Regions from separate parts of the Danio rerio genome. Here region 1 is linked to region 2. Evidence: chromatin contacts called from public Hi-C data. All regions are on one chromosome and are shown on one strand. The core of a region is the stretch at or near the end of the contact, and the rest is flanking DNA. Distances in the headings are between cores, read along the strand shown.

Region 1 (7,136 bases), core at 2,455-4,954, 59 kb before region 2:
ATCCCATTAACGTCTTTTGGAGAAGTGTGATTGATCGAAAACCGTTAGGTATATTGCATGACCTGAAATAAGGGTTGGCTGGGGTTGGAGGGTGTATATAGGCAGTATCTTTTACTGAAAAGTTGAGCAGTTATTGTTATGCAGTGGTAAAATAAAGTTTATCAAAGGCTTTTTAAAGTCCGTCCATAAATAAACTAACATAATAATATTAGCAATAATAAAACATTCTATCAAATGTATGACTTGACAAAGGAAAGTAGCCTATTAAAATAATCGTTATTATTTTATCTCAATGACAGGGTTTTAATAATGCATACAATAGAGTAATCTGTTTATCTCACAATTGAGTCGTTAGCAAAGAGAAAGAAATTCCTCCACCGTGCTGAGAAAAAGCATACAGTAGGCCTAATGTGCTCGATAACAAGCACTAGAATATAGTTTTAATCATGAAAACTAAAACAAAACATCAGCTAGCTTTGCATGTTGACACATTGTGCTGTTAAGTTTAAATATCGAAATAAAAAGTGGGTAAAACAATATAAGCATTTAGATAAGATTAATAAATATTGTTGGTGGATGTTTTTAGTGCAGAAAGTTATAGTTTATTTTAAACTTAATATTTATGACCGCTATGAATTCAAAACCTAACTGAAATAAATGCAAATTTCAAAAGCACAATTTGAAATTATTTTAAATGATTTTGACTGGGTATCATCACGCGACCAGATAAATGTCATTATTGTAAACAGGGACCCAACAATGTTACATCAGGACACCTGCTCAAAAAAGCAATGCACAGCATGCACAACAACAACAAAAAAACATTCAAACCTTTTTGTTTTGCTCAGTAAATGCATTTACTGTTTATTGATCCCAAAGGTTACATGCAGTCGCTTTCCAAAAGTAAAATACAAATAAAAATGAAGAGATGCCCATAGTCGTTAAAAATGCTGTTTTGGTATTAAAATGAAATCCCAATAAAAATAAACGATGCTGCCTTTTTAAAAGGATAAATGTAAATAATAGGAGTATGCGACTGAGGAGTCCTGGGTCAATTGCAATCTAAAATAATAACGATATCAAATAATGTTTATATCAACAATTAAGACGTTTATTAGTTTTTTTAAACACCTCGAGGACATTACATTCCAGAAAAATACCTCTATCAAGGCCCTCCATATCAGCTTTGCAAGTAGGTCAGCCGACAAACATCCCCAACTTTCTTTGTCCATTCCTTGTCTCATTTGTTTGTGTTTATACGCATCTCGCGATGATTTATGCTAAACGTTCACGTACAAGCGTCCTTTTGAAAGGGTCCACGTTTAAGAGCCAAGGTCGACCAAGTTTGATGACATAGGGTTCAGTATAGTGTCGTGTAATGAATGGTGGTGATGCACGGAATCAACACTAGGCACTGGGATGGCGCTGGGACCAGGTGGAGGTGCGAGGCCGTGCAGGGACTGAAGCCCGGAGTTCGACGTGAGGAGCAAAGCCGGGCTCGACGAGGTGTGATCAGGAGTACCAGACGGTGTTTTGTCGTCGTCCGAGCTTCCTAAAATAGTCTTATTTCCATTCATGGAGGACGTTAATGGGTTGTGACTGTTTGTGTTCGAGTTCTCATTATTCTCCCTGTAAAAATGAAAAGGTAAAGTTAGGGTTTGAGAAAATCCGACAACTTTTTAAAAATGTCAGATTTAAACTTACTTCATTTGGTGTAAAACGTTACCTCTAAGATGCAATATAGAATTATATAATTAGTTTTGACACTTGTTTCTTCTTCTTCTTCTAATAATAATAATAATAATAATAATAATAATAATAATAATAATAATAATAATAACAACAACAACAATAACAACATAATAATACTTAATAGCTAATTTGCACAAATAGTTATAATTATGCAACATGCTTTCTCAAACAAATCTAAAACAACTATTAATAGCCTTTATCTTAATGAAAGTGGGTTATTTAGGTGAGAAATATTTTTTTATTAAAATGTTAAAACAGTATAAATAAAAGCCAATAGGAATAAACCATCACTAACGACTTCGCGTAGACTAAACTTTAGAATATTTCCATAAAAATATATGTAACAATAATAACAGTGTGCACCTTTTTTTCTCTGCATCAGACATTAGTCTTATTACACATCCTAATTCTTGGCGGTATTAAATTTACATAAAAGACAAACAAATTAACTGATAAAGTTTACTTTTCTTGCGTCTACGCCATAATTATTTATATGGTTTGGAATAAATCATGTCGGTTAAAACATCGTCACAAACTGATTTATCTAAATTCTAAATCACAAGGTGTCAATTAAAGGTTCATTCATAAAGTATTAATTAAGGATAAAGTATCGGGAAACGTATGAGCTAGTTTAATGGTTTACATTGTGGTTTCAACTTGACTAGCTCGCCTGCGGGTGAAACAAGACACGTTTAAGGAGTAGCCTTTGCAACTGCACACATTCATAACAAGAATATGTTCAGATACTTTTTTACAATTCGAAGAACATTACCATTAATTAAAAGCGGATTATTTTTCCCTCAAACTGGATTACACCAAAATACACACCACGGGCTTTAAGACTTTTCCCGTAAGCATGGGCCTGCTTTTCTCAAACAGCAGCCTACTTTTTATTGCATATTACAAATGACATGGAGAACTATTTATTACAAAAATAACGATCAACAATTACAGAGAACGGATGACATTTGTACCGACTGTGCTCATCCATCTGTGGGAACTTTAGGACTTTTTACACACTCACCACTGACTTGATGTCACATTGCACGGCACGAATATATGCATATAATGCGTTCCAATTACTTTTAGACACTTAATAATATTAAACACTAATAAAGCAACAAACTAAAATTCCGTACCTCTCCTTCGCCTCCGCTGCTCGGTCGCGTTGTCGTCTGTTTTTAAACCAGTTACTGACTTGTGTCGTTGTTAGCCCAGTTGCCTCAGCTAGTTCCCTTTTCTCCCGCGGGGAAGGGTAGGGGTTATGGGTATACCATTCCCGCAGCACGCTCCTGCTCTTTTCTTTAAAGCAGTAACTTGTCTCCTCGCCGTCCCAAATGGAGCGGGGTAGCGGAAACTTTCTTCGGACGCGGTACTTCCCAACAGCCCCAAGAGGGCGGCCCCGGAGCTTCTCAGCCTCGATATAATGCGCTTTGAGCCACAGCTGCTGCAACTTCGGATGGTTGTGCGGGGAGAACTGGTGGCTTTCGAGAATCTTATAAAGCTCTCTGAAATTCCCCCTATGAAATGCGACCACAGCCTTCGCTTTGAGCACACTCTCGTTCTTGTGGAGATGTTCGCAAGCCGGTAGAGACCACAAAAAGCGGCCGAGACGTTCAATGTTTCCACCCTGCTGAAGAACCTCGCAGACGCACGCCACTTGCTCTTGCGTAAAGCCGAATGTTGGAAGCATAGACATGGTTTGTCTCAAAAATAAACGTCCCTCTTTGTACTTGTATGTCTATCTAAGCGATGACTTGGACTGTCCTTAAAGAGATTTAAAGTAACCCTTGGGAGGCAAACATTTAGAAAGACTTCTTGAGTAGATGGAATCAAATCCCACCGGGTGAAGAGAGGCACAAAACTTTAGATCCGTTCAAACAAGCATAATGCACACCGTATATCCATCTATAGCAGACGAGAGAAAGTTGTTCCTCCTGCGCGAGTCTCTCGCCACCTCTTCTATGTCGTTTCAGCATAACGCACTCCCGAAGAAGGACCTCGCTCTCTTGTTTTAATAATATTATTCTAAGCTGGCAAGAAAAGCGATTATGTGAACGGTGATTGGTTGGTTATCTGACCCGGGGATGATGAGGATAAGACAATAGTTTTAGTCAAATTATTTGCCATGGTTACGCTGTCATTCAAGGTAACCTGATATGCTTTGAGGTGGCTCCTTGGGCTGGCTGACTGATTATTCCCTTCATTTAGAGCCCGCCCACCGACATCGAAATATAGCCTCGACTTTCCATGTATATTACATTTTTTTACCCGGGGTTTGACAGACACTTCTAGCAACCAAAGAGCGCTGATCTGTGAGGTTGTGAGGTAGCAGAAGTTGAGCTGAGAGCACCGGAGCAAGACTGCGCACCAGGCGCTCTCCAAACCAAATGTTTGAGTGACCATAAGCAGACAATCCACCCTGGATATGCACACCTTTTCTCTCTGTAACTTGTCGATCACACCAAAACTATGTTTCAAAGTTCGGAAAACCCCCAGAATCCATAAACTATGTCTCACTAATTAATAAGCAGCACTTATGAATTACCATAATGAAATTCATTTAAAGAAAGTCACGATTTACACAAACATTTTTATAAGCAAAAACTTTCAGTCTTTTTTGTCCTGTTTACATTTGTTTTCAATTCAGTGGCTGTTTAATCGGACCAGTTGTCCCGTGTTATGCATTATTTAACAGTTGTTGAAGACAAACAAGGGGGTATGTTTCTCAAAGTGCACGCGCGTGGAAGCCAGACATTATGGACTGGAGTAGAACGGGGTTGGAGGGCGTTTTTAGGTAGTATATAGCGGTTTTCAAGGATACACGCTAGATTGAACAGCGATTGAGTATTACACCACAAAGGCACTGAAAACACTGCGAGGGACGTTTGAGCAGGTAAGACAACTCATTGAAAATTATTGAAAATGCTGTTTAGACACTAAATCTATGTTTGCGCATACATGTGCTACTTCGGTTGATTTGTTGTCTTGCAAGTCAATTAAGTAAAACTGTAGGTGTTTGTAAGCGACAGTTCAGAAAGGCGCATATTTGAATGATGACCTGCCATTAAGCACGTCATTATTGGCAGATCATCAGTCACAGTCTCTAGAATGAACTTTAACTCAACGTGTACAGTGGCTTAGAAACAAAGTTATTTTCACCAGGTAGACTCCTTTTACAACTGAATGATACTTGAGGCCACAAGAAAGTTCAGCAAAATCACATCTTACACGAAATAAAACTGCTGACGCTGTTGAGGCATGTCAGCCTCGATGTAAGGGAGAGAGAAAATTGCTTAGTATAAGGTCTGGTGTGTCGTTGCGCTTTGTAGATGTCCGTATACTGCTGTGGTGCCGCGAAGGCCTGTGATGTGGCTTGTTTGTGAAGAAACTTCAGAGCTTGTACAGCAAACTATCCAAAAACACGTCAAAGCATGTATCGTTAGGATAATAACCCATCCCATCCATCTCATTAATTGTTTCGCGTATTATAGTCGCCCAAAGATATACTTTTTAAATACTTCCATAAGTTTTGACGAACAAATGCTAAAATAATTAATAAATTAATCAATAATTAATGTTTTAAGACATTTTGACAATACAATCTTGCGATATGATTAAGACATCACAAATTCAATAATTTAACAAGATTATTATAACTATACACAAAATAGTCAATAAAATAAAATAGCAGCAAAATAATCGTAAAATCCAACAAATATCCAAATATTTTTGTGTAAATCTTGAATTTACGCAGTGTAAATGTCTGTTTTTGATCCAAAATAAATAATGAACATTACATAAATAAAAGTAGAGCTGTTTGCACTTATCAAGGAAAGGGTTCAAATAGTTATTTAGATGTCGCATCAATTGCACTTTGCTGTGAGAAAACATTAAACCTGTTGCTTGAATATCTTTACTTGCTGTTCAGTGCTCTTTTTGATTCACAATATACCAATATCGGCTTGTTGCTGAGAGTAAATAAAAAGTTCTTGTCCCAAATTATGTACATTTACATAATCTATAGTCGTTATAGCATAGAGGCCAGCTTATTGTGTGATCGTGTGAGTTATTTTATCTATATTCCACTTGTGACACTGTAATGAAGCTGTAACAATGCAGCGAAGCAATGGAAACGAACACTAAAAGGATTTTGGATGCTTTTGTATTGTGGGGGTATGTCAGTGACAGGCCAAATCAAGGTACGTCTCGCCTTGACACTGTTTGTAAACGGCTTGTTTCCACGGATCATTTTGATCAGAGCTTCGTAGGACCTGCGCTGCTCGTCTGCATGGTGATTATTACAATGCTGATGAATGGGGATCGCGTTTCGTCTAATAGCCGCCCCCTGTTTTGACAACCTCCCACAGCTAACCGGAGAGCGCGCAGCCGCGACCTCCACTAATTGGACTGATTATTGCAAGATGTTTTTTCCTCTCTGGAAAGCGCAGGGTGGCGGCAGTGCGCGGCTGCTCCGCGGCTTGCACCATAAGACCAGATGAGTTACATTCTTTCAGACATGTCATGTTAAGCGGGAATAGTAAGAATTAAACCCAGACGTGTGGTGTCAGCGTGCGGTTCGGTGGAAGAAAAACAAGACACCCACAGTAATTAAAAAACTGAATGCATTAAAATTCCGCGCGAAATAGATAACTAATTGCATTTAATAATAAGAAAAAACACAAGTCGCAGAGGTGTGCATAGTATAAATCACACTTGCTATAACACTCATGTGTACTTTTCTAAAAACAAAGACCGCTTAAAATTGGAGATGAGGCTTGTATTTGACACAATAATGAACGGCTAAATCACCTATACATACAATGCCTGTCTTTATAAAAGTATAGAGCTATAGTTTTGATTCGAAACCCATTTTTTGTTTTTTTTTCTAATGTTTACTCATTGTTAAGATACTAAGAATAGACAAAAATCATTTTGATTATTTGAATAATCAAATATGAACAATACATTTAATAACATTTAATAAATAATAAAATATATGCATTTATAAAACCAAAATAAATGAACAAATAAATAAATAAATACAAATTTGCAGCCGATTTAAATCTGCCCTTGATTTTTAGAGTTAAAGGACAAATAGCCTAACATATTTATAAATATATAGGCTGTATATTGGAATAAACATTGGCATAGTTTTTTAAGGTATCCGTTTTAAGTCACAGATAAACAAAAAATGACATACACCACTGCCTAAATAAAAATAAAAACAACCCGTTAATAAACATTGTACTCGACTGGAAACGAAAATAATTTTAATGCTGTAGATAATTCCTGAACTTAGGCTGATGATGACCCATTATGACGAAAGTCGGGTAACAAGTGCGTTATTTCAAAAGCCGGCTTGGCGGCATTATTATTTTTGG
Region 2 (6,757 bases), core at 3,937-6,436:
TTATTCTGCTCTGGCCGTCATGTTTTTTTCTATATGCTGGCTGCACAGGTCCTGCTGGTTACATTAACCAATGTTTGGACATCTGCTGGAGCTTGGCTCAAAGAGTGGGCCTGTCAACGTAGGGTTTAGAAAATCAAGAAACTGCACAAACACTGGGCTGTGCGGTAATAAAAACAAGCTCCTGCTTGCTGCATTAGTCCTACATTAGCCCAACTGTCCGGCCTCTGTTGATGCATTGATGGTGTTAAGCATATCTTTAATCAGATGCACCGATGTGCCTTCTAGATCGAGCTGAGCAATGTGAGTTTCTTAATTTTAACATTCTTTCCTGTCAAACACTAAAATTGTGGCCTGTGGTTTCATAAAATGTGGGCTGAGTATATTTTAAATAAATTAAGCTTAACTTTACAGCTTTTAATAGCATGCATAAAAGCAAGAAGTGAAGTAGGAAAATAATAAAGAGTGATGGAGAAATCTTAGCCACTCTCAGTAGGGGAGTGCTATGGTAGGGACAGTTTATTTACTTTAAGATTCTGCTGAAAAGATACAGACTGATGTTTTGTCACATATAAAATATGAGCCGCTTAACAATATTGTGAAATAGCATAAACAGTGAAATGACCCTTGGAGTAATAACAATCACTTATATTTGCGATGTCAAGCTGATGTAAGGTGTTTTTTGCTCTTTGTTTGAGGTCTTGATTTTTTTTTTTCGCACTTCATGCTAGACTTAAAGGAAAAGCTAAATTAGCAAACTAAATGGATAATTGCCTTAGAGGGAGATATGGATAAAGAGGAAGAAATCTGAGCCCTTGGGTGGTTTTATTGCTTCCCGTGTCTTTCATGCACTCTTAGGTTTTACTTGCAAACAATGACAACCATTGATGCTTTAGAGTGATGTTTGGTCTGTAATAAATTAGAAAATGCTATTTAAGACAGTATTATTATGTTAATAAAGAATTCTGGAAGATGTATTTGCCAAAATAAATATTTTAAAAATACAGTAAAAAAAAAAAGTCAAGGTTTAGTTAGAATAAATGCCATTTATTTAAGGGGGAAACTACAGAATATTAAAAAAGTGTTTTGTAACATAACAAACTTCATATGATTCTTAGTGAAAATTACTTTAATTTACTTTGGTTTATTTTTGTTCAGGAAAACACCATAATTATACTAAACTAAGTTATACATTTTGATTATAAGAAATGTTTTTTTATGACAGCAATGCTTCTTAATGTTCTACTTCTGGCTGTTCTATAAAATGGGTGTTTTATAAAGATTAAAATATTGAACAGAAGTTTCTAACCTAATAGTATAATTTTAATACGATTCAATGTTTGAATGTGTACCACAAGGCTCATTACCATTGCTTTTGGCTGCAGAAGTGTTAGCCAAGCAACTTGTCTGTATTTCTCAGTGGCTGCAGGACAACTATTTAACTCTAAGTTACAATAAAACAGTTTCAATGTGTTTTTCGTAAAAAAAAAAAAACTGACCACAAGAAAATAAAGGAAGTGAGTGAATTTGAATACCTACTTAAGGTGTCATTATAGACTCAAAGCCTAGGTTTGCTGCGCATGTTAAAAAATATCTGAGACTATTAAGACAAATTTAAACTGCTTTTGAATGATAAGACCTTATATATCTCTCAAAGCAGCGCAAATGTTTGTGCATGCTATGATATTATCACGTATGTCTTATTGTGCAATAATCTGGGGTCAAGCTACTCAGTTAGTTGTTAAGCCTGTAATGTCACTTTACAAAAACTTTAAAAGTAATGGATCAGAAACCAATAAAATGGCATCATTGTCAAATTCTTAAAAAATATAACTTGTTAAGATTAGATTTTTTTTTCTAAAGTAGTCTGTGAGTTGATACAGGTTTACATGGTCAGATTTACATTTCTCTTTAGTATGCAGATTGACTTACATGTTATGTTTGTGGCTCTGTATATACTGTACATGTTTGTTGTATGGTGTTTTTTTCTTGTTTGTTTATTTTTTGATTTCTATATGTAAAGCCTAACCAGGGACGAAGGCTGCAAATTAGCTGTATACTATATGCTTTATGTACGCGACATTGATTGTCTTTGTATAACAATGTCAAATGTATTGTCCCTGTTAAATAAACAATAAAATAAATAAATAAAATAATTGTTCTAATAAATAGTCTATGCCCTTCCTAAAACCATTTTTGTCCATACTATAAAATTTAATTCTGTCCAATGCTGATTATTAGCTCTGAACATTTCTCAAAATGTATTTTTTTAGCAAATAAAAAAAAAGTAAAAAATTTTCTATTTAAGTGTGGATCAAAATTTAAGATTTGAATAAGATGCAATTGTTTAGGATTTTCTTTTGAAGATTTTGCTTAGCAGCTGTTGTTAAGCATCAATGTAAAATTCTATTCCTAAAGCCATCACTACATTACAAAACAAAATCACTGTGATATCTAATATAGAAACATGTGGGGGAAAAAATATTCATATTTAAATGCATGATCAGATTTTTATGACACACTTTTACCATTTACATGTGTTACAAATGTGTTGTGCACTAATACTTCAGCTACTCTCTGGCTAAGTAGTTTACGTTATAAACCAAACAAAAGACACTTGAAATTTCAGCAAGAGCAGAAGCAGGTAGAGTATTGCACTAGTGTGTTGCTCTGCTGTGGTTCAGGAAAGAAGCGTTTACATGCTTAATTTAGTTTCATCAAAATATTGTTTACATGTCTCTGTGGAACTGACAGCGGCAGTGCGCTGTTATTTGAGCCTGATCATTTGTCAGTGCCGTTGTGACAAGGGCACCACAAGACTCCTCAGAAGGACATGGGCTACTGAGACCCAACTTCATATTTCACTGGGTGCCAGACGTATCTGTCAGAATCAGCATTTAAAGTGCCACTGATTTACTGCAAGTGCTGTTCGCTAATCATCTAGAAAGAAATATTGAAATGACAGTAAACAAGAGAATAAAAGTACATCCAGAACATATTTCATCAAACTTCAGGGCCAATAATCTCAACATTCAGAATACTGATTCCTTAGAAATCCCTCACTAATTATAACATGACAAAGCACAAACTGATCCATTATAAACAACATAATAACATGTTTTATTACTATTATTATTATTATTATTATTATAACATGTTTTATTATTATTATAACAACATGTATTATTATTATATTAGCATTATTATTATTAGCATTATTATTATTATTATTATTATTAAAACATGTTTTATTATTATTATTATTATTATAACAACATGTTTTATTAGTATTATTATTAATATTATTATTATTATTAGCATTATTATTAGCATTATTATTTTTTATTATAACATGTTTTATTATTATTATTATTATCATTATTGTTATCATTATTATTATCATTATTAATATTATAACATGTTTTATTATTGTTATTATTATTATTATTATTATTATTATTATTATCATTATCATTATTAGCATTATTATTTTTTTATTATAACATGTTTTATTATTATTATTATTATCATTATTGTTATCATTATTATTATCATTATTAATATTATAACATGTTTTATTATTGTTATTATTATTATTATTATTATTATTATTATTATCATTATCATTATTAGCATTATTTTTTTTATTATAACATGTTTTATTATTATTATTATTATTATTATTATTATTATTATTATTATTATCATTATTATTATCATTATTATTATCATTATTATTATCATTATTATTATTATAACATGTTTTATTATTATTATTATTATAACATATTTTATTATTATTTTTATTATTATTATTATTATAACATGTTTTTATTATTATTATTATTATTATTATTATTATTATTATTATTATTGGTTTGATGTTTGCCTTAACTGGTTAATCATGTACATTGCAAAACCCAAAAAGTTAAGGTAACACAAACCATTTGAAGAAACCGATTGCAACAAACCATTTAAGTTCAAAAACTAACCCTTATGAGTACTGTGAACTTAATTTATTTGAGTACACGAAGCAATTTGAGCACAGTAAAATCCAACAAATGAAGAGAACTCAAACCAACTGAGTACTGTAAAACCCAATAAGTTAAAGCAACTCAAACTGTTTGAGGAAACCGATTGCTACAAACCATTAGAGTTAAAATCCTAATCGATAAGAGTACTGTGAACTTACTCCATTTATGTTGAAGGAGGTATTTCATTAACTCATTACCTTCAATACTGAGATCAAAACTCTTTTTCAAATGAGTAGAATTAACTTTAGGTCAATTTTGAGTTAACTACATTCATTTTATTTGATAAAGTTGACTGTTGGGTTTTATAGTGCATAAATATGTACAGGACTAATTTTGTAACATATTGATCTATATATCAGCAGCATTAAAAATAAAGCTTTCTGAAACCAGGTTCAAGGCTTAATGAAAAGTTAAAACTGTACACAATCAAACGGTGAAACAAATAATTTATACATTAATTTATATTTAGTTATTATGAACTATTCTAACTGTTATTTACTCTATTTTACTGTTAAGCCATGGCTGAAAGTCTTTGTCAATAACAAATTACATACCAGTAGTTAAATAGACAGTTAAATACAACAAATAAAAAAATATAAATATAAAAAAATTAAAAAATATATATATTGAAATATAACTTAAAATTATTTAGGTTAAATGGGTTCAGCTGACATTAATGTTTGGGAATCTCAACATTACATGAATAAATAAACTTTTTTTAAAGTAAAATAAAATTGTCACTACTATGTTTAAACCTAAATTGTACTAATATTATGTCAAAATCAGACTTCAACGTTTTCTGTAAATGTCTTCACATTACTTTATTAAATGACGAAGAACAACAGATTGGCAACACTTTATCTTTGTATTGGTGTTTGGGGACAAAAAACATTTGCTGCACCACCAAATTACACTTATGCAATGTAATCAATTACAGCTCGACAACAGCAGTCAACTAACAGTTTTTGATGTTTAAGTTCATTACAAAGAGATAATCCCACCCAAACCTTCTGGAATCAGACACTATATGCATTGACCCAGGGTGGGAATTCCCCAGGTTCTTCAATGCAGCCTCTAAAGCCCAGTGACAGTTTGTTGTTACCATATTGTGTAACCTAAATCCTCAAAGAGAGGTTTGTCACTCGCTCACCTCCTCCAGTTGTAAGCCGATAAGGACAGTAATTGACAGCTGGAGTGAATGACTGGAGCTCTCTCAAGCCAAGCATGGACTTAAACAGCTTCCTGACAGACGCAGGTTAACATTTGCTTTTACACCGAAAATTCCGTCATTGTTTTCTTTCCCCCTTCACATGGAAGAATATAATGTATTTTGCATTTACATTGGATGGCTAGATCATGACAAAAAAAAAGCTGCCAACTTATGAATTTTCCATACTTTAGTTCCAAACATTACACTTGTCTTTCAGCAGCACTGAAGTATGAATATGCATTCAGATGCCCAGCGTCAACAGTCGAATATGAGAGCGGCCGCATAGCAGGTTCCCACTGCTAAAGCAGCTTTACCTCGCAAACCCAGCACCTTTTTGTGCGGAGCGAGATCAGATCCAGATGGTGTGGGTTATGACCTTCACGAGGCCAGGCGAGCTGATCTACTGTCACTCAGACTGTGTGTGTGTGTGTGTGTGTGTGTGTGTATGTGTGTTCAAAAGTGTAAAAAAGAAGATGAGGATGATGTATGTCAGTGTAAAAGGAATCCACGCACTATAATTGCAGCTCTCTTGATATTTGCCTTAATGACAGATCTGTCAGCTAAAAATCATCCAGTAAATATGATCCTGTAATGCCTGTCTGTGGTTTAGCGACACATATTGGAGACGGTTTTGCTGTGTGTGAACACCCCAACACTTTATACAGTTTGGGAAGATGCTTAATGCATGATAAATGAGGTTAAAGAGGTTGTATGTAGAATATTCAAGTATAATTAGCTTTTTTTATTGCCAATGTGTGAACAGCTCGTAACAAGAAAAAAAAGACCTTTCTTAACGTCTATGAAAGCCAGACTTATATTTGAAGAACTCTTTAAAGATGTTTTTTGCTGGGAAAATCAAAGAGATGTGAAGTTTGCACATGCTCCCAAGAGCCTCTGTCACATGAACTGAATGTTTATAATGTTCAGGATTAATTAAAACTAAAGTCTGACACAATATATCGTTTTTCATTGATATTGCAATGTGTGCATCTACGATAGTAACATAGCAGGAACTAAAATGTCCAGTCAGGATTAGTAGACAATCAGGCACAACAGTACAGAACGTGTGATTTGTGGGAAAATTGCTAAGTTTATCTATAATAGAGTGAAAGTTTATTATTTGAATGTGCTTTTAAGGCCTGCTTGAGCATGTCAAGCACATTTTGAGCTCTATTTTCACAGTCCATGCGCAGAGCGCAAAACGCAGGGCGCAAACGATTTCAGGGCGTGTCAGAACGCATTTTTGCAAATTTAAGGACGGGAAAATCCGCTTTGCGCCGCGGTGCATGGTCTAAAAGGGTTGAGTTTATTTTCCTAATGAGTTATAGGTGTGTTTTCAGAATAAACCAATTAGAGTCTCATCTCCCATTCCCTTTAAGAGCCAGCTGCGTCGCGTCATGAGCGCATTTGCTATTTACAGGACGTAAAGTAAGTCTAAGTGGAAAAAATTAGCATTTCACTAGCAAACAGTTAACAGTTTTTTTTAACAGAAAACTGTTAAACAGAGCATCTACTG

What was found. A called contact is a pair of places that touch in the nucleus more often than the background predicts.
Region 1: a Hi-C map of embryo shows a contact between it and region 2, with 1.9 times the contacts expected there. The contact joins the promoter of six2a here to the enhancer-like site in region 2. A contact is called at or near these places in 2 of 18 Hi-C or Micro-C datasets (embryo and gastrula embryo).

The regions. Positions count from the first base shown.
Region 1 is chr13:10,660,184-10,667,319 of GRCz12tu, reverse strand. It overlaps six2a (SIX homeobox 2a), which reads right to left and starts at 3,704. Exons shown (of 2, transcript NM_131783.2): 1 at 2,892-3,704; 2 at 833-1,629. The coding sequence starts at 3,451. The coding sequence ends at 1,323. It overlaps LOC103911981 (a long non-coding RNA gene), which reads left to right and starts at 4,505. Exons shown (of 3, transcript XR_663166.5): 1 at 4,505-4,648.
Region 2 is chr13:10,602,625-10,609,381 of GRCz12tu, reverse strand. The region is part of intron 1 of LOC103911981 (a long non-coding RNA gene); the gene reads left to right. All of the region lies in intron 2 of LOC141377137 (a long non-coding RNA gene), which reads right to left. Among named protein-coding and RNA genes, the nearest start is that of six2a, 58 kb to the left of the region's middle. Within about 2 kb of position 5,186, at least 5 of the 62 cell types and tissues checked have an H3K27ac peak or open chromatin away from gene starts, as enhancers often do.